Regions from separate parts of the Mus musculus genome. Here all the other regions are linked to region 3. A link is a contact called in public HiChIP or PLAC-seq and promoter capture Hi-C data. All regions are on one chromosome and are shown on one strand. Each heading gives the region's core, a stretch centred on a gene start, on an enhancer-like site or on the middle of the called end of the contact. The rest is flanking DNA. Distances are from core to core; before and after follow the strand shown.

What was found. Promoter capture Hi-C pulls out the DNA fragments that hold promoters and counts their contacts. HiChIP or PLAC-seq counts read pairs in DNA pulled down with a chosen protein or histone mark.
Region 1: a contact with region 3 is called in a RAD21 HiChIP or PLAC-seq map of pro-B cells, with 16 times the contacts expected there. The contact joins the enhancer-like site here to the promoter of Ccnb2 in region 3. A contact is called at or near these places in 15 of 39 promoter capture datasets (the 3T3-L1 cell line, 3T3-L1-derived adipocytes, the C10 cell line and 10 more), 1 of 15 datasets of contacts at CTCF or cohesin (pro-B cells), 3 of 484 Hi-C or Micro-C datasets (the G1E-ER4 cell line, the HPC-7 cell line and LSK cells), 4 of 115 datasets of contacts at active chromatin or transcription factors (embryonic basal ganglia, epiblast stem cells, large pre-B cells and 1 more) and 2 of 9 other capture datasets (adipose tissue and liver).
Region 2: a contact with region 3 is called in a promoter capture Hi-C map of hippocampal neurons, with 2.4 times the contacts expected there. The contact joins the enhancer-like site here to the promoter of Ccnb2 in region 3. A contact is called at or near these places in 10 of 39 promoter capture datasets (the C10 cell line, the HPC-7 cell line, HPC-7-derived erythroid cells and 6 more), 1 of 484 Hi-C or Micro-C datasets (cerebellum) and 2 of 9 other capture datasets (liver and pancreatic islet).
Region 4: a contact with region 3 is called in an H3K27ac HiChIP or PLAC-seq map of large pre-B cells, with 6 times the contacts expected there. The contact joins the enhancer-like site here to the promoter of Ccnb2 in region 3. A contact is called at or near these places in 8 of 39 promoter capture datasets (the C10 cell line, cranial neural crest, frontonasal cranial neural crest and 4 more), 1 of 484 Hi-C or Micro-C datasets (cortical neurons), 1 of 115 datasets of contacts at active chromatin or transcription factors (large pre-B cells) and 2 of 9 other capture datasets (liver and pancreatic islet).

Annotation. Positions count from the first base shown.
Region 1 is chr9:71,070,040-71,074,690 of GRCm38.p6, reverse strand. All of the region lies in intron 1 of Gm46120 (predicted gene, 46120), which reads right to left. Among named protein-coding and RNA genes, the nearest start is that of Gm46120, 3.2 kb to the right of the region's middle. Within about 2 kb of position 1,355, at least 13 of the 459 cell types and tissues checked have an H3K27ac peak or open chromatin away from gene starts, as enhancers often do. A contact at or near this core is called in pro-B cells, where this site is marked.
Region 2 is chr9:70,962,815-70,967,804 of GRCm38.p6, reverse strand. Gm32074 (a long non-coding RNA gene) reads left to right here. Exons shown (of 3, transcript XR_379595.1): 3 at 449-867. Among named protein-coding and RNA genes, the nearest start is that of Gm46118, 6.9 kb to the right of the region's middle. Within about 2 kb of position 1,609, at least 18 of the 459 cell types and tissues checked have an H3K27ac peak or open chromatin away from gene starts, as enhancers often do. A contact at or near this core is called in hippocampal neurons, where this site is marked.
Region 3 is chr9:70,418,227-70,423,168 of GRCm38.p6, reverse strand. It overlaps Ccnb2 (cyclin B2), which reads left to right and starts at 1,615. Exons shown (of 9, transcript NM_007630.2): 1 at 1,615-1,752; 2 at 4,040-4,168; 3 at 4,262-4,375. The coding sequence starts at 1,729.
Region 4 is chr9:71,092,400-71,097,512 of GRCm38.p6, reverse strand. No RefSeq gene overlaps it. Among named protein-coding and RNA genes, the nearest start is that of Gm46120, 26 kb to the right of the region's middle. Within about 2 kb of position 3,257, at least 6 of the 459 cell types and tissues checked have an H3K27ac peak or open chromatin away from gene starts, as enhancers often do.

The DNA of each region.
Region 1 (4,651 bases), core at 106-2,605, 650 kb before region 3:
TGTATACATGTAAACATATAAGCACATATAATACACATAAATAAAAATAAATCTTCCAAAAATAGCCCACAAGGTAACTAAACATTATGCCTACTAACTGGAACTCAACATTATAATGGGCATAATGGGTCACATCTGATTAAAACATCTCCTACATGTTCTACTTGATTATTATTATAATACATTCTATACATTGATATTTTTACAAATCATGTTCTTTATAACGTCTGCTTATAACATTCATATCTTTTTAAGATATTCAATTACTTTTGAGACTCACTTTGTAAGTTTGAAGCTTTCCATGAGATGGGATGTAATATTATATAAAATAGTTTTGCCCCAGACGGATCATATATTCTAAGTAAGGGCAATAGTATCATATGAGACAAATTTATATATTTACAATTTGTTTTCTAAGATTCAGTTTCTCTTCATGAACATGTGTGTTATGATATGAATCCATATGGTCGTTCTGCTCCTGATTCAAAGTCACAAACTCTACCTGTACACACACACACACACACACACACACACACACACACACACACACACACACACAGGGCACACTCGGTGGAAGGAGCCTATGCTACCACCAGGTGGTGACAGAGTGCTGTGGTCTGTGACAGATATGGCTTCAAACAGTGGGGAACCCAAATTTGTGGGCTTTCCCCCCATTAATTAATTGATTTATTCACTTTACATCCCAGTTGCAACCCCACATCTCCTTTCAGTTTCCCTCCCCCCAGATCTTTCCCCAAACCCCCTTCACCTCTGAGAAGGGGGAGGTCCCTCCCAGGGGACCAACACACCCTGGCACCTCAAGTGATTAGTCGCAAGACTAGGCGCATCCTTTCCTACTGAGGCTAGACAGAGCAGCCCAGGTAGGGAAGCAGAAGCCACAGGCAGGCAACTGAGTGAGCCCCCACTCCAGTTGTTGGGACAATTTGTAATCATAGATTCTTGCTCCTTGCCTTGCTAGAGCATTTGCTGGAATAGTATGATGCAAGCAAGCTTAAGGCACAACAATTTTAAAGGTTTTTGCACGGGTTTTACACATTAGAGCATGGGAGAATCTTTCCCTTTTGGTCTCTCAGTGCTTCTTTTTAGCACAAATATCTTTGGCAAAAATATATAAATAAATCACTCAATCCGTAGGCTGCTTAAGGGTGAAACCCTCAAAAATCTCTCAATTATGTTGGACAAAAAAGTTCCAAAGCCCAGTTTCAAGCTAGGCCCCTGTCCAGATAATTTTCTCTACCAGCAAAGCTTTTAAAAGGGCAGCCCCTGGGGGAAGATGAGAATGTTAACATAATTTTCTGAATTGCTTCCCCGAGAAGTCTGTATTCATTATATCCACTTCCTGTGGTGAGGGTTAAGGGTGTGTTCCTGTCGGTAGAGTGCTAGCCTCACGGCACAGAGCTCTGTGGTCCATCTGAATAAAGATCAGAAAACCAAGGTCATCTCTGGTAGCGTACAGTTTGAGGTCAGCTGGGGCTGCAGGATACCCTGTCTTGAAGCAAAAAATAAATAAAAATAAAAAATAAAAAATACATGTAATATGATATAATATAAAGAGCAATGAAAAGAATTTGAAGGATGGTGGTAAGAAGGCTTTGGGAGGCAGCCATCTATCCCAGGATGCCCAACCCTGTTTCACACCTGTGCAGAGAAAATTTTAAAAAATGACTATTTCAAACCCTTTCTTCAAGACCTTCATTTCTTTTCCATTAGCAGAAGAAATGCAAGGGCCACTCCATCTGGGCGAGCCTCACAAACTCTGCATACTGAAGCACTCCCAGCCCCCCCCCCCCCCCCCAGTGTGTGTCCTTGCTGCTTAGCAAGCCGCAGGGAACACAGTGGTGACATAAGCATGGGCTGGTACAGAGGCAATGAGGACCACGTGGCTCATCGCACCAGCAAGCAGACAGGACCACCGAGAAGTCTCTGGTTCACCCCGTCAACACCTTGAGAGGCTGAAACTGACCTCTGGGCCCCCTCCACCCCACGTGAGGCTTCCCAGTGACAAGGAGACTAGAAAGAGTCAGCCTCACCCAGGTGACAAGAGGTCGGACCTGTGAGCAAGGGCAGCAGCTGAAGCTTCTGGAAGGATCTATCAGCCCAGCTGAAGAAGTAGCTCACCTCTCACATCTCTGCAGGAAGGCACAGATAGTTTGTGACTTTGAATCAGAAGCAGAGTAACCATCCAGGCTCATAATTCAGAGAGAGGGAAATAAGATAACTTGAAAAGGGGCAGCCCCTGGGGGAAGATGAGAATGTTAACATAATTTTTGGAATTGCTTTCCCGAGCAGGCTACATTCATTATATATTATATCCATTTCCTGTATTCTCTCATGTAGTCGGGCTCAGTCATAATTAAGCTTTTCTTCAGCACAAGTATTCTTTCTCCAGTCCCTGTTGTCAGGCGTGACGCTACTCACATATCCTGCAGTGCACACCTGCCACCTGCTTATGATGGAGAGAACAGGAGGATGTGTGGTGTCCTCAAAAGCCAAGATCAGTTTTGAGCCACCTCCAAACCCTCCAGGAGTACAGCAGATGCTGGCCATGGTGACGTGAGACACCTGGCTGGCCGAGCTATCTTGTGTGCCTCTAGGAGACTGGAGCAGGAGGAAGGGCAGCACGGAAACCAGGAGAGGGAACAGACAGTAAGCGAAGGTGGCAGAGTAGCCTGGGCTAGAACAATGACTGTGTTCACAGCAGTGGAGGCAGGGACTCAGGACAGCTGGGACTTACTGGTGACACAGAATGATCAGGTTCTGATGTACAATTAATTGTACAGTGTGAGGAGATATATGTTACATGACTGGCTTGTAAGTCTCTTTAAGAATAGGAGTCTTAGGAAGTCAAGGCAATTTTGTGCTACTGACAGACTCTCTGTGGCTCAGACCTTCCTCAGTTGGCAGGCAATAAAGCAAAAGGCCACCTGGATAGAATGGCTCAAAGGCCAGGCCTTCTGAGCACAGGAAAATTTGGCCATAACTCTGTATAGGAGTAAAAATCTACAGCCTTGATGCTTCAGCGCCTAGCTGGAGACCAGAGTGGTTCTCTGTGGAGAAAGAGAAGTGAGGTTTTGTCCTCAGGCCCAGGAGAGCACAGAAGTGAGCCGGTGGGCTCAAAGGCAAACACTTACTGGCCAACCCTTACCTGAAGAATGTAATCTCTGTAAATAGGAACAAGGGGAGAGAAGGGCAGAGAAGGAGGGGAGAGACAGGTGAGCATGCTCATGGAGTGGTCATGGATCTATGGAGAGCAATTGTGGGAGGGAATGAAAGCCTTTAGCTCCTGACCCTTTGTTTCCATTTGTCCAGGTAATGCTGTGGGATTATACTCTCCACTATCCCTTGTGCTTCTTGGCTGTTCCATCCGGCTCATAGGAAACTAGATCTCCTCACAACAGTGTTCAAGCAAGTACAAATGGACACCTCTATACCCATGGTGTCTCTGGCCCAGGAGTCAGCAGTCATGTGTGGGTTATGGCTCCACCCAGTCTCATGTCTCTGTAGGAACTGGGAATCCCTGCAGGTGATGCACAGGTGCCTGAGGTCAAGGCAGACTGGAGAGAATGGGATGTGAGTGGGATGAAGGCTCAGAGCAGCTGCCACAGTGCACCTGACGGTGAGATAGAAGTCAGAGCTCAGTTCCTAGCAAGGAAGAAAGCTCCCCCTGTAGCCTCTGAGAATGTGGTCAGCGCACAGTAGTCTTCTGACAGAATGGGAACCAGGCCAATCAGGGCAGACACATAGTCAGAGATGGAGTGCCATCCTCCAAGTCCACTGAGGGACTGAGAGCTGAGGCGCCTGTGTCAGTGTGGCAGGAGCTTGTCCTCAGGTGCCCCCTTAAGTCAGACACACTTCTAAACTCTATATTTAGAGTATTTATTTTAACACTCCACAGAAATGTCAGGAGGTTCCTTATGAATTTACAAAGATATGAGCACAGAGAAGATTAGGAACTCAACCAGTGTCAACACTGGCAAAGAATAGAATCAGGTTTGGGATATGGGTGCCTGACCCTAGCTATGGAGAGCCTGATGGACAATCAGACTTTAGGAGGTGAAAATCGGTAAAAAGCATTCAGGGTGAGGGGGGATCAAAAGTGAGACTAAGAAAGGAGTGTGTGTGTGTGTGTGTGTGTGTGTGTGTGTGAGAGAGAGAGAGAGAGAGAGAGAGAGAGAGAGAGAGCTTGCGGGAGTCAGTTCTCTCCTCCTTCCACCTTGTGGGCCCTGATGGGTTTGAACTCATGCCGTCAGGCTTAGCTGGAGGCAGTCTTACACACTGATGCTAGTCTTTTTAAAATGTGTTAGGTATTTTCACATGTATGCTATGTATTGAGCATTGCCCCCTCACATGTGCCTCCCCCTCCCATCAGTCCTTCATACCCTATGAGAGTGACTAGGCAATGTTACTTGGACTTTCACGTCACGTCAAATATGATTTCATGAATCAGTATAAAATCTAGGACCCATGAGTGAAAGAAAACATATTTGTCTTTCTATGTTTGGCTTAATTCATGTAATATGATCATCTCCAGTATCTTCTTGTACATATATTATTTTGTTCCTCTTTGTAGCTGAAAGAAAACACATTATATCTATAATATATTGCATATATGCTGTTTTCTTTACCCAAC
Region 2 (4,990 bases), core at 360-2,859, 540 kb before region 3:
AGAGAAGAAAAGGGGGCTCTCATGGTTTTCATCAACCCAGTGAATAAAGAGCTGATTGGGAAAGCATGAAGAACTTAGACTCCCAACCCACACAAAACTGGGCTCAATAGCTGATGTATAGAATCCCAGTGGTGAGGTGGAAGTCAGAGCTAAAAGATGCTCCAAAAGCTTGAGGGCCAGCTAGCTTGACAGACACAAGGCAAGTACACACGTGAGCACGCACACACACACACACACACACACACACACACACACACACACACACATGAATACACAACATAAGACAACACCTAAACCTATTACGTTAGAGGCTGTATGGGAACTTAATCCCAGGTGACCTGCATGGAGGCTGAAGTCTGAGAGTTACCACATTACATAACTGAATATGACCAATGCACCTGACAACTCAGTTCAAGAATAATAACAATAACTTCCTATTGTTTTCCAGACAAGGAAGATGAAACCCAACCAAGTTCAAGTATCGGCAACTGGTAGAAGCAGGAGACCAGCCCACAACCTGAATCCAGATCCCATCCTCCTACCACACTGAAAGTTCAGGCTTCTCCATGGGTTTGCTTCAGGTCAAGTATATTTAAAATCCTGTGGATGCCAGCCTGGAGTGCTTCAGAGTGCTCTGTGGAGGAGACACGGGAACGACAGAACTCCTTTCATGCTTTCCAGGCTGAAATGCCACATGGTCAAGAGTCAATCTGTACCCGTGTGATATACCCCCAGTGCATTAAGGTCCAGGCCATTCATGGCTATCATGTCTAAATAGTCTGCTTGTTCTAAATTTGCTCTGCGTGTGCGCCTTTCAAGAATAGCTCTTTTTAGCTGATCAACCCCTGTTTTCAAATGTAAATGTGCTTTGAAATAAATCTGCTCAATCACTTCTCCCTCAAAAAAAAAAAAATCATAGGCTAGCTGAATTACTCCAGAGAAATCCACAGTGGAGCATAGAATGTACAGCCTTGAGCCTGGGTTGCTTCTCATCCAGAGGGTGACTAAGGGCTTGCATAAGCTTATAACCAGACTTACAGCTCAGATCTCTGTGCAGCTCGCAAAGGGCACCGAGAGAGCCAGCCAAGCCCAGGAAATGTAAATGCCTCCATGCTGGCTTGCCTACCAATCACGAAATCGGTCAGATTTAAAATCGCCATAATTCATTTCAGCTTTACTACCTTTATTTTCATGACAGTGAGCCGAAAGGGGAAAAAAAATCCCTCTGTTAACAAAAAAAAAAAAAAAAGGGTCCTATCTGACAAACAAACGTGACAAACAAACGTTCGTGCAGTCTTGTGATGCATCTGAGAGTTATGTTCCGTGAAACTCGATCACTATCTGACAACAGGCGGGTAATTACTAACCTGTCTGAACAAACGAAACCAACGGTAGGTAGCTTTGCATCTTAGATGTCTAACTTTGTGACTTGGAGGTGACATTTTCTATTCTAAGTTCCTCTGAGGGGATAGAGAGATGACTCGGTGGTTTAGAGTCCTTCCTCCTCTTCCAGAGGACCCCAAATTCACTTCTCACCACCCACATGGAGCAAAACTCACAACTGTAAACAAGTATAACTGCAGCTTTAGAGTCCAATGCCATCTTCTGGCCTGTTGGGAAATGGTTTGGGCTCTGTGTATTCAGATCCTGCTTACTGTGCCTGGAGATCTGGTTGCAGTCAGGATGCTGGCATTGTCAAGCATCTCCTGTCTCAATCTTGAGTAAAAAAATCGTTTTCCATCACCTCTGATTGGTCAATAAAGAGATGACCAGCCCATAGTGGGGCAGGAGAGGATAAGGCGGGACTTCTGTGTGTGGGGCAGGGGAGTGGGAGTAGGATACTCATCATGTGCATTCACCATGAGCAGGTCACCAGCAGAGTCACCATGAGGACACCAATTGAGCAGGAGCAGCCAGGACAAGACTAAGGTGACAAGTAATGGGTCATGTGACTTGGACATAGGCAGTCATGGCGGGTTAGAATAGATGAGTAACTGCTTAGCTATAGTGCTTAAAGCTTGCTAACAAAAACAAGATCTCTGTATTGTTTATTTGAGAGGTAAAGGGGGCAATAGAGAAGTCCCCACCCCCCAAACTACTTTCATAGTGGCCTCAACAGTACACTCACATGCATGTACACTCATAAGCAGAAAGAAACAAAGCTTGGAGCTAATTTTGCTTGGTCTCACGCATTTTCTATGACTCACACCATAGTCTCAAATTTAAAATCAGATCTTAAGTCTGTGCTAAGGAGAGTACAGCAAATTTAATCCAAGGCACAGAGTGCTGATAAAGATGTTTAAGATAAAGAAAAGTTACGCATTATATAATATGAAACACAAAATGTTGTTTATTCTCAGAAGCTGTGTAAGAGCTGGGCAAAGCTAGAAGAAAAAAAGAGAAGAAAGCAGTTACATCATGGATGGGTGGGGTTGACATGTGTTTAGATTTCCACTAATTAGCTATCTGTCTGATGTTTTTAAACTGCGAGTTTAGGGAGCCATTTCTTCGAAGCCTATGAGAGAGCTGTTTGCTAACCTGCCATCTCTTTTCTCAGCTTTCCCAGGGCTGTTAGCCAAGTTGATATCATTGTTATTTATAGATAGTGTCATCTCCCAGAACTCAATATTGTTTCCAAAATTGTCACAAGCTTGTTTGTTCCAGGAGTCAAACCCTACAACCACCGCCACAGACTTCACACAGACTTCAGGTTTGGTCTGGGCTCCATTGTTGGCTGAGAACAAATAGGTGTAGCGGCTGTGGTGATACACACCTTTAATCCCATACTTGGGAGGCAGAGGCAGGTGGATCTCTGAGTTCAAGACCAGCCTGTCCTACAGAGTGAGTTCCAGGACGTCCAGGGCTACACAGAGAAACCCCGTCTCAAAAACAAAGCAAACAAACAAAAACCCACACAGGAGTTATACACAAAAGGAAAAAACCCTTCAGGAGAGTTTGCCCCATCCCTCCCTGCTTGTAGACTTGAAGTATCTGTTTCAGAATGAAACCTCTTCACCTCCCTCTCTAATCTACATCTGGCATCCCCGTTACCCAAAGCCAGGTTGAACAGCCTCCCAACATGGCAAGATTTGATTGGAGCATGACCTGCAGGGGCTGATCCAAGTCTCTTCCCCCAGAACTTTAAGACTAAGGTAATTACTCTCCAGGTGTCAAAATCCCAAACATGCTGGGCATGTGCTACAGAATAAAGACTTTATTTTCTTTATCCACGTGGACCATTAAAACAAAGAAAGCTCAAATGGGGAGTCAGGAAGAATAGAGTGAGTCTTGATGCCAGCCTGCTCCCTGAGTCGCCTCTGCCTACAGGACTGCTGGCTCCTGATCTTGGGTCCTGTGACATAGCTTAAATACTTCAACTCAAACTAAAGCATATTGACTTCTTTGTTCAATCAAAAGCATCCTTTCTGATAAGTGCTCTTCCCTCAACTGCATCTCCACCATGATGGAACAGGGATGTGTGTGTGTGTGTGTGTGTGTGTGTGTGTGTGTGTGTGTGTGTTGTGGGGAAGACCAGAGGCCAACCTCCACAGTCATTCCTCAGATGCTGCCCTCTTTGGTTTTATTGAGACAGGCTCTCCCCTTAGCCTGGAACTTGCTGAGGAGGCTAGTCAGGCTGGTCAGTGAGCCCCACATATCCCCTCCCTGAGAGATAGCACAGAAGCACATGCCATCACACCCAATTTTTTTTAAAATATGGGCTGTGAAGATCAGACTCAGGTCCTTGTGTTTGCAACGTAAGCATGGGACTGACAGAACTGTTTTTCCAGAACCACAACAAACCTTGTGTGACCTTTCCCTCCCAGAACCCTGCCTTCCTCCCCCTCTGCCTTTCATCCCCACCAACCCTATCTGGTAGCACCCATGTTACCATGTTGTTGTACTAGGCAGTACCCTTGTCTCTCTGCCTGAAGTGCCAGGCTGCCCACTCAGCTCCCTCCCCAGTCTCCACATGCAGGGGAGAAAATCTTGGCTGCAGAAGCCTGCTTGTTCTGCCACCCACCCCTTCAGCAGCTCTGCGAGTGTGCATGCACGCGCATGTGCACGCACGCACACACACACACACACACACACACACACACACACACACACACACCTCTCACACCCCTACCTAGCTTTAGCTGTGGCCTTGCATTTGATTAAAGCACTCCAAGACACAGTGCCTGGGCTGCTGGGAACTCTAATCCACACTAGCCAGAACTGGCTTTGAGCTTTCCACCCTCCTGGGAAGCTGGAGGAGCCAAGCCTCTGCTGCAGCCTGAGCGGAAGCTGCTCTCATTAGGCCTGTCTGCATTCGTTATTTATAAGGATTGCCTGAGCATCCAGGTTAAAGGCAGGCTGTGCCCAGCATCCCCTTGCTTAACAGGGAATAGCAGCATCAGGAAAAAATACAGTGTGTGTTGGGGGGGGGGGCTTTCTGCCTTGAAGGGGACAGACAGCATGTGCAAGAAAAGAATTTTCCTGATATGCCTGGAGAGAAGAGTAACTCCCTCCCTGAACACCAAAGGTTTTCTGAAGAGCAGCAGATGGGCATGTTTCAATTCTCTACCTGGCCAAAAGGAACAGCAGCTATGACTGTCTGGTTTACAGTGCACAGAGCTCACAAAAGCCATTTAGCTTACTTAAGTGGTAGTGGTATTTTTTGTAAAGACTTTATTTTGTTTTTAATTGTGACGTGTGTGTGTGTGTGTGTGTGTGTGTGTGTGTGTGTGTGTGTGTGTGTGTGTATACATACACACATGGATGTTATGCCATGGAGGCCAGTAGAGGGTGTCAGAGTCCCTGAAGCTGGCATTACAGGAGGTTGTAAGCTGACAGCACCAGTGCTGATAAACCCACTCAGGACTTCTGGACTTGTAGCAAGCACTCTTAACGGCTGAGCCATCTCTCCAGCTACTTAAGTGATATCACTATCTTAAATTTATAGCTAAACAAACTTGTACAGAGGTTACACAAGGGCAAGGTGGGACAC
Region 3 (4,942 bases), core at 366-2,865:
TGATTCCTTTTCCAGAGGTCCTCAGTTCAATTCCCAGCAACCACCTGGTGGCTTACAATCATTTGTAATGGAATCTAATGTCTGTCTGGTGTGTCTGATGACAGTACTCATATTACATAAAATAAATAAATCTTTTTTTAAAGTATTAAAAAAAAATTCAAGGTCATCCTCAACTACATAGAAAGCTGTAAACCGGCCTAGAACACATGCGACCATGTTGTGAAGTCCATTCACCACAGTAACCTGAAGTACAGCCAATGGCTTTGTTAAAGTTAAAGTTCAGTTAGAGAATAGGTCTGAGTTGCCAAATTGGTGCTGAAATCATGAGTTTAAGAGGTCCTCCTGCCATTTCTGAGTTCAAGGCCAGCCTGGTCTACAGAGTGAGTTCCAGGACTGCCAGGGCTATACAAAGAAACCCTGTCTCAGGAAAAAAAAAAATCCTCCTGCCTTAGCCTCCCAAGTAACTGGAATTATTACAAGCATGTGCTAATAGTACAAACTGCAGAGCACATTTTCTTCCCCAATCCAAACCAAAGCTTCCCAAGAAAGAGAAAGCTATGCGTAACCTCTGTGATTGTAAGGATGATGGACCAAGAGTCAGCAGCCACAGAACTTTCATTTCCTTTAGCAGGTACTTGAGAGAACTTAATGGGATATAAATAGTTATTTCTGCTCCTTTGGTTTCCAATATCCATGTGTAATTTAGGTCGAGGGGTAGTACTGCCACCTTGTCTTTTCAGGTGGGAGTGTTGGACAACACTGGTTCTTCCTTTAGACTCAGATTGGAAATGTCAGATTTGGGCGAAGGGGGAGGGAGCATTTATTATTTCCCAATAGAAGGGACTTGAACAAGACTGATGGGGTAGCCTGATCTCAAGTCGTTCTGCTGGCACTGCACCATTTTCTGTGTTGTTACCTAGTCTTTTCCCCAGGGTAATATTCTGGTTTTGTTTTTTGTTTTTGTTTTTGTTTTCTGTCTTGTCTCTCACTGTTCACAACTTGGGATACTCATTATTTTTCTTTTGAAATCTTGTGCACATCACACCGTCATTTGACAAATAGTTTCTGAGTTCTACTGTATTGTGCTGGAAGTCACACAAATCACGTCTAGTTTGAATTATGACTCTGCTGGGGATCTGTTTTAGGAAGACCACATACAGTACACATCCGAGTCACAATCATCTTGTAGCCCTGAACGACCTGGAGACGATGGCTTCATTTGCCAGACCATTCCAATCCAAATTCCCAGGTAGACGTTTCCGGAAGAGGAAGTAAGGTCAGAAGTAGCATTTCCAGGAAGTTCTCTGGAACCCACTTCTACCTAACCCAGAACAAACTTTTAAAGACATATGTCCTTAGGTGATGGCTCCCCACTCCTACCCCTAAAATTAAGACAATCTTTTCCAGTAGGAGGAAAAATTATTTTATTTAATATCAGGGACTAGAATTTGAAAATAAGACTGTAGACAAGGAAACAACAAAGCCTGGTGGCCTCGCTGGTTGCTATGACAAGCAAATACAAGCCAGCCAATCAACGTGCAGAAAGGCCTTCCAGTCTAGCCAATGGGTTGCGCGCGCCCTGCGTGCGTCTACCCAATAGTGCGTCAGCGGCGCGGTATTTGAATCGCGGACCGGGCGGTGGACGCGGAGCGGCGGGGCCCTGACCCTCCCAACGGTGTCGCAGACCGGAGTGGCTGTGCCTCGTCCGCACTTGCCAGGGCGGCCCTCATGGCGCTGCTCCGACGCCCGACGGTGAGTGCGCCGGGGCTACGGTGCCCTGTCCTGCCGGGTAGCCCGGGAGGCTGCCGGAGAGGCCCTGGCAGAGCTAAAGCGGTCCAGAGGCCCGGCCTGGGGTCTTCATTCCTGTTACCACTCAGGGCTGTGCTGCGCTGGGGATGAGGACCGGGAGGAACCGGGAAGCCGCCCAGTGCCATTTCTCTACTTTTCACATTTTTCAGTTTGCTTCGTGTGAGCTTCCCATTCGCGTCTTCATACTGCCTTCCTGGCCAAGGTCATTAAAGTGTGGTTTTGTCCTCTTAAAAAAAAAAAAAAACAGAAATAACAAAATGAAAACAAATACCCACCTAAGTGCTGGGCGGTGGTGGTGCACGCCTTTAATCCCAGCACTTGGGAGGCAGAGGCAGGCGGATTTCTGAGTTCGAGGCCAGCCTGGTCTACAGAGTGAGTTCCAGGACAGCCAGGGCTATTCAAAGAAACCCTGTCTCGAAAAAAGCAAAAAACAAAAAACAAAAACACCCAAGTGTAAGAGGAAACGTACAAAACTTGGATCCTAGGATGGCAGACAGTTGGGCAAAAGGCCAAATTCCTTTAATTACCTTTTTGAGAATGAAAGTATTACTGACTTTTAGGCTTTAATTGTACTAGGGTCGGTCTACTTTAGTTGAAAACAAGAGGGCCCCCGACACAGCTGCTGCCATTGTCCTGGCTAGTTAAAAGCCTCCAATTCCTCTTCCCAGTGAATTCAGGGGTACCCCTCATTACCAGGCTTTAACTCATAAGAAATTGAACTTTCAAACTCATTTTGAATTTAGCCGTGGGAAGCTAGCAGTAAAGACCGAACAGCTTAGATTTGGGGATCAGAATCCTAAACAATGAGGAACATACAGTCAGGGTTCATGTCTTGTAGCTCTAACTGCCACTAACAAGTTAATTTTTGTCTAATTTGTTCTTTCAAATTATTTAACAGTTAAAGTCTTGTGTAGGGATGGGGTACAGTTTATCTGGTCTATCCTACACAGGTCATCTTAAAAAAAAACAAAAAAACCCCAACCTTTGGAGAGGTTTTTTTGTTTGTTTTGTAGGATTAGTTCCCCCCCTCCCCCAACACTCAGAAAGTTAAATATTTTTTTCTCATGGAATACTTGTTATTGTACCACACTGTAAACTTTGGGGTATGAATAGCAAGCCTTGTTTCTTAACTGTATTCAAGATGAAGGCAATTAATTTCAAGTAACACTATTTTTTTTTTTTTTCGTTTTCATTCAAGTCTGACTCTCCCAATACTTGAGAGGTAAAATGACTTCCCCATCCTGTTGTCATTGGGAATGTCCTTAATTTGAGTCTATGCTATAGGAAGCTGTTTCTGAAGGGCTTTCCTTGGAAGTGCTATTTCTTATTCTTTGGTTGGCGTTATAACCCAAGCTGGTGTGAAGTCTGAAACATGGAGTTTTAAACAGCTGGGCTATCATTAACTATTGGTATCAAAGCTCTTTATCATTGCAGCTATACTGTGTGAATGGAAGTTTCTAAGAGAACCGACAGGGATCTCTTAACAGCAGACGCAGGTTACTTATAAGAAGTAATCATTTAGGTGGGAGGCTTTGGTGTCGCTTGAAAACTGCTTGAATATGCAAAACAATTTATAAGATCAGTAAAAAGATCTTTGTTTTATTGGTAAGGCAGTGGGTGTTTGCCTAATGGAGAGTGATATTTCAAATAGCATTTTTAGATTTCTTTAAATGTACCTTTTCCCATAAAAAATAATTAAATTTAAAGACAAAAACCAAAACCTAACTCTGCAAGTTTGAGGCCAGCCTGGTCTCCAGAGCGACTTCCAGGATAGCCTTGTCTCCAGAATGAGTTCCAGGACAGCCAGGGCTATAGAGAAACCCTGTCTTGAAAAACCAAACAAATTAAGCTTTTGTTTGAAGTGCATAAATAGAGTACATCATGTGTGCAGTCCGTTCATGGGCCAGAAGAGTATGTCAGATCCCCTGGAATGGAGCTACAGTTTGTAAGCTGCCATGTGAATACTGGGAATTGAACCCAGTCCACAGCACGACAAGCCAGGAGAAGCTAATGCTCTTAACTGCTGAGAGCCATCTCCAGTTCTACCTTCTCCTTTTAAAATAGATGTCAGCATATTCACCTTACCAGGGTAGCTCTGACTTTTGAGTATTTGACATTATGTAGGTAGGTGTTTTTCATTTTTTTCTGTATTTAATGGCTTTTTTTTTTGTTTGTTTGTTTGTTTGCTTGCTTGTTGTCGGTGTGGTCTTTTTGTATGTTTTGTTTTAAGGTGTCCAGTGATTTGAAGAATATTGACACAGAAGTTATTCCTAAAGCCAAGAGCCATGTGACTATCCGGCGGGCAGTTTTAGAAGAAATTGGAAATAAAGTTAGAAACAGAACCACTCAGGTGGCGAAGGTAACAAGGACAAGATGGCATGTGTGGAGGGCCACACTGTACAGGGGCTACGCTGGTCATCCTGCACTGCTCACTGGTCATCTTCCTTTATAGAAACCTCAGAACACCAAAGTACCAGCTCTGCCCACCAAAGTGACAAATGTCAACAAGCAGCCGAAACCCACAGCCTCTGTGAAACCAGTGCAGATGGAGGCGCTAGCTCCCAAGGTAGGAGGTCCTGACTTCACCGCATGCAATCAAAGCCTTTCCTTTCCATCTCATGTGTATGGGTGATTTGTCTGCATATATGTCTGAGCGCTGGGTTTGAGACCGGTGCCCTATTGGGGGAAAAAAAGAAGGCATCAGATCCCCTGTAACTGAAGTTACAGATGGTTGCAAGCTGACACATGGATGCTAAGGAACCAACCTGGATCTCTGCAAGAGCAGCCAGTGCTCTTAACCACCGAGTCATCTCCCCAGTCCCCAACTTGGTGATGCCTCAATTCCACATTAATGGTGGTCTCTAGGACTGAGTAGCTCAGCTGGAGTTAGAGTCCCGAGCTAAAGGACTTGGTGGCTTACCCGTTTCTCATAGGTTCAAGTGTATACATGCTCTCCTACATAATTACTATGAGATAGATATTTCTGGGTGCCAAGATATAGTAATAAGCACCTCCTGCCATCTCTGTCTTTGTCTCTGTCTCCCCCTCCCTCCCTCCCTCCCTCCCTCCCTCTCTGTGTGCACATTTGGAGGTCAAAAGGACAACATTCCAGAGTTGTTTTTCTCCTTTCTCC
Region 4 (5,113 bases), core at 2,008-4,507, 670 kb before region 3:
CCTGCATCCCTGCAATGAAACCTACTTGGTCAGGATGGATGATTGTTTTGATGTGTTCTTGGATTCAGTTAGCAAGAATTTTATTGAGTATTTTTGCATCGATATTCATAAGAGAAATTGTTCTGAAGTTCTCTATCTTTGTTGGATCTTTCTGTGGTTTAGGTATCAGAGTAATTGTGGCTTCATAGAATGAATTGGGTAGAGTACTTTCTGATTCTATTTTGTGGAATAGTTTGTGAATAACTGGAATTAGATCTTCTTTGAAGGTCTGGTAGAACTCTGCACTAAACCCATCTAGTCCTGGGCTTTTTTGATTGGGAGACTATTAATGACTGCTTCTATTTCTTTAGGGGATATGGGACTGTTTAGATCATTAACTTGATTCTGATTTAACTTTGGTACCTGGTATCTGTCTAGAAATTTGTCCATTTGATTCAGGTTTTCCAGTTTTGTTGAGTATAGCTTTTTGTAGAGGGTCTGATGGTGTTTTGGATTTCTTCAGGATCTGTAGTTATGTCTCCCTTTTCATTTCTGATTTTGTTAATTAGGATGCTGTCCCTGTGCCCTCTAGTGAGTCTAGCTAAGGGTTTATCTATCTTGTTGATTTTCTCAAAGAACCAACTCCTCATTTGGTTGATTCTTTGAATAGTTCTTGTTTCCACATGGTTGATTTTGCCCCTGAGTTTGATTATTTCCTGCCTTCTATTCCTCTTGGGTGAATTTGCTTCCTTTTTTTCTAGAGCTTTTAGGTGTGTTGTCAAGCTGCTAGTGTGTGCTTTCTCTAGTTTCTTTTTGGAGACACTCAGAGCTATGAGTTTTCCTCTTAGAAATGCTTTCATTGTGTCCCATAAATTTGGGTATGTTGTGGCTTCATTTTCATTAAACTCTAAAAAGTCTTTAATTTCTTTCTTTATTCCTTCCTTGACCAAGGTATCATTGAGAAGAATGTTGTTCAGTTTCCTCGTGAATGTTGGCTTCCTATTATTTATGTTGTTATTGAAGATCAGCCTTAGTCCATGGTGATCTGATAGGATGCATGGCACAATGTCAATATTTTTTATCTGTTGAGGCCTGTTTTGTGACCAATTATATGGTCAGTTTTGGAGAAGGTACCATGAGGTGCTGAGAAGAAGGTATATCCTTTTGTTTTAGGATAAAATGTTCTGTAGATATCTGTTAAATCCATTTGTTTCATAACTTCTGTTAGTTTCACTGTGTCCCTGTTTAGTTTCTGTTTCCACGATCTGTCCATTGATGAAAGTGGTGTGTTGAAGTCTCCCACTATTATTGTGTGAGGTGCAATGTGTGCTTTGAGCTTTACTAAAGTTTGTTTAATGAATTTGGCTGCCCTTGCATTTGGAGCATACATATTCAGAATTGAGAGTTCCTCTTGGAAGATTTTTACCTTTGATGAGTATGAAGTGCCCCTCCTTGTATTTTTTGATAACTTTGGGTTGGAAGTCGATTTTATCCGATATTAGAATGGCTACTCCAGCTTGTTTCTTCAGACCATTTGCTTGGAAAATTGTTTTCCAGCCTTTCATTCTGAGGTAGTGTCTGTCTTTTTCCCTGAGATGGTTTCCTGTAAGCAGCTAAATGTTGGGTCCTGTTTGTGTAGCCAGTCTGTTAGTCTATGTCTTTTTATTGGGGAATTGAGTCCATTGACATTAAGAGATATAAAGGAAAAGTAATTGTTGCTTCCTATTATTTTTGTTGTTAGAGTTGGCATTCTGTTCTTGTGGCTGTCTTCTTTTAGGTTTATTGAAGGATTATTTTCTTGCTTTTTCTAGGGCATGGTTTCCGTCCTTGTATTAGTTTTTTTTTTTTTTTTCTGTTATTATGCTTTGAAGGGCTGGATTCATGGAAAGATAATGTGTGAATTTGGTTTTGTCATGGAGTACTTTGGTTTCTCCATCTATGGTAATTGAAAGTTTGGCTGCATATAGTAGCCTGGGATGGCATTTGTGTTCTCTTAGTGTCTGTATAACATCTGTCCAGGCTCTTCTGGCTTTCATAGTCTCTGGTGAAAAATCTGGTGTAATTCTTATTGGCTTGCCTTTATATGTTACTTGACCTTTTTCCATTACTGCTTTTAATATTCTATCTTTATTTAGTGCATTTTTTTGTTCTCATTATTATATGTTGGGAGCAATTTCTTTTCTGGTCCAGTCTATTTGGAGTTCTGTAGGCTTCTTGTATGTTCATGGGCATCTCTTTCTTTAGGTTTGGGAAGTTTTCTTCTATAATTTTGTTGAAGATATTTGCTGGCCCTTTAAGTTGAAAATCTTCATTCTCATCTACTCCTATTATCTGTAGGTTTGGTCTTCTCATTGTGTCCTGGATTTACTGGATGTTTTAAGATTTTTTTGCATTTTGCATTTTCTTTGATTGTTGTGCAGATGTTCTCTCTGAAATCTTCTGCACCTGAGATTCTCTCTTCCATCCCTTATATTCTGTTGCTGATGCTCGCATCTATGGTTCCAGATTTCTTTCCTAGTGTTTCTATCTCCAGCGTTGCCTCACTTTGGGTTTTCTTTATTGTGTCTACTTCCCTTTTTAGGTCTTGTATGGTTTTGTTCATTTCCATCACCTGTTTAGATGTGTTTTTCTGTTTTTCTTTAAGGACTTGTAACTCTTTAGCAGTGTTCTCCTGTATTTCTTTAAGCGAGTTATTAAAGTCCTTCTTGATGTCCTCTACCATCATCATGAGATATGCTTTTAAATCTGGGTCTAGCTTTTCGGGTGTGTCGAGGTGCCCAGGACTCGCAGAGGTGGGAGTGCTCAGTTCTGATGATGGTGAGTGGTCTTGGTTTCTGTTAGTAAGATTCTTACGTTTGCCTTTCACCATCTGGTAATCTCTGGAGTTAGTTGTTATAGTTGTCTCTGGTTAGAGCTTGTTCCTCTCATGATTCTGTTAGGCTCTATCAGCCGACATGGGAGACTAGCTCTCTCCTGAGTTTCAGTGGTTAGAGCACTCTCTGCAGGCTAGCTCTCCTCTTGCAGGGAAGGTGCACAGATATCTGGAGTTCGGACCTGCTTCCTGGCAGAAGATGAAGGCCCAAAACAGGGCCTGTGTCCAGAAGCTGTTAGCTTCTGTGGTCCACACTCTCACCTGTGCAGACTAGTCTCAGCAGGATCCGGGAACCAAGGTGGCTCCCCCAGGTGCTACGGCAAAGCCCTCCTAGGTGGGGCAGGCGCCCCTCCTCTGGCAGGGAAGGTGCCCGGATGTCAAGAGCCCAAAATGGGTTCTGCCTCAGTAGCTCTGTGGCTTCTGCCTGTTCCAGAAGCTGTTAGCTTCTGTGACAACTTCCTGTTTTGAACATCACATCAAACCCGGGAGGGAAATTCGATCATTCTCACTGTGCAAAAGAGAAACTGAGGCCCAGAGAAGCTGACTAGCTGGCCTTGTTCACAATGATGAGAGCCAGGATTTCAACCCAGGTGTGTTGGATCACCAAACCTGAGTTCTCCAGATCCCAGGATGAATTATTCATGATCATGTAGGGAACAAATTAGTGTTCATTAGGAAACTACACAAGTTGATAACATAGCAGCCAGCCATGTCAGACTAAATTTAAATCATTTCATTAGAGTGTTCTTTTCTGAAAATACACAGAAAGAACCAATATATCTCAACTCTAAATTCTCCACAATGTCATCATGAGCCAAAGGGAATAGAAGACCAGCATGAAGAGCTACTGATCAGCCAAGTTTGTAGCTAGAACCTTTCTTAAGTGTCACTCAGAGGATAGAACAAAACCTCTACTCCATTGGCCTGAGTGTCCTCCCAAAGGACTCTGAATTTGCCAGGTCCCATTTGAAAATTTTAATCAGTGCTTTGAATAAAATGTGTATGACTTATTTGTAAAACTGCAGATGATAAAAGAGTAATTATTATATGGGTGGCAAATTTGGATGGTTTTTCTTTTTTCAGCTGCAATGACCATTCACTAAGTGTTGCTCCATTCAAGTATCAAAAACTACTCAGAAAAATATTTAAAGCACCTTACTAAAAGATTAACTGTATGGAGCTGGAAGGATGGTTCAGCAATTAAGAGTGGTCTTTGGTCTCCCGTGCCCATGTCAGGTGCATTACAGCTGCCTGTATCTCCAGATCCAGAGCAGATGCCCTCTTCTGGCTTTTTCTAGCACCTTCAGGAAGTGTACAACCCCACCCCATGCCCCAAACTACAACACATGCAAACAAATATTTTAAAATACTTTTGTTTTTAAAAAATACTAAATGGGTTAAGTCCTACTCATCAATTTTATCAATGACTTTGATAAAATATTCATGACATAAAATATATCAAATTAAAGATGACACAAATGATGATTATTAGATGACAAATTATTCTGTTAGATATGAGGCAGTGTGTCACTAAGGACAATAAGGGAAAAATATAAAATCTCTCATAAGTCCACGGTACTATTTAAGAAGAGATTGGAGAAATAGTCTAATCATTGTCCTGTGGTAGACAGCAGGGAATAGCAGCTGGCTACACAACTGAGCTGACTACCATGTGTAAGCTAAATCCCAGACTGGGTGAATTACATCTTCAGCATTACACACACTCATTTATCTCTGGGATGTTTTTTGAGAGGGTTGTTTGGTTTTTTTATTGCTCTACATCAAATTCTCCAAATGTAGTAGCCTTTAAATCTCCCATGCATTGTTCTCACTTGTACTCCCATGAGCTGATTTGGTGGCTCTCCAGTCTGTCTTGCTCTTAGATTCTCTTACTGTTGGAGATGGCAGGGGAGTCAGAGGAATTCTGGGGGCCGCTGGACCTGAGCATCCAAAATGGCTTCCCCACTCACATATTTGATGCCTTTGTGGCTCTCTGTATGAATCTCTTATCTTGAGATATCTTGAGGTCTTTTCTTCCCCACAGCATGGCCTACCCTATTACTTGGCAGCTAGCTTTCTTTTTTTTTTTTTTTTTTTTTTTCTTTCTTTCGAGACAGGGTTTCTCTGTATAGCCCTGGCTGTCCTGGAACTCACTCTGTAGACCAGACATGCTGACACAGAAGGGGAAAACTCAAGATACCTCAACCCTTGACAAACAACTACAGACAACTAAGGACTGCTGAGAGTGGGGGAACTAGCCTG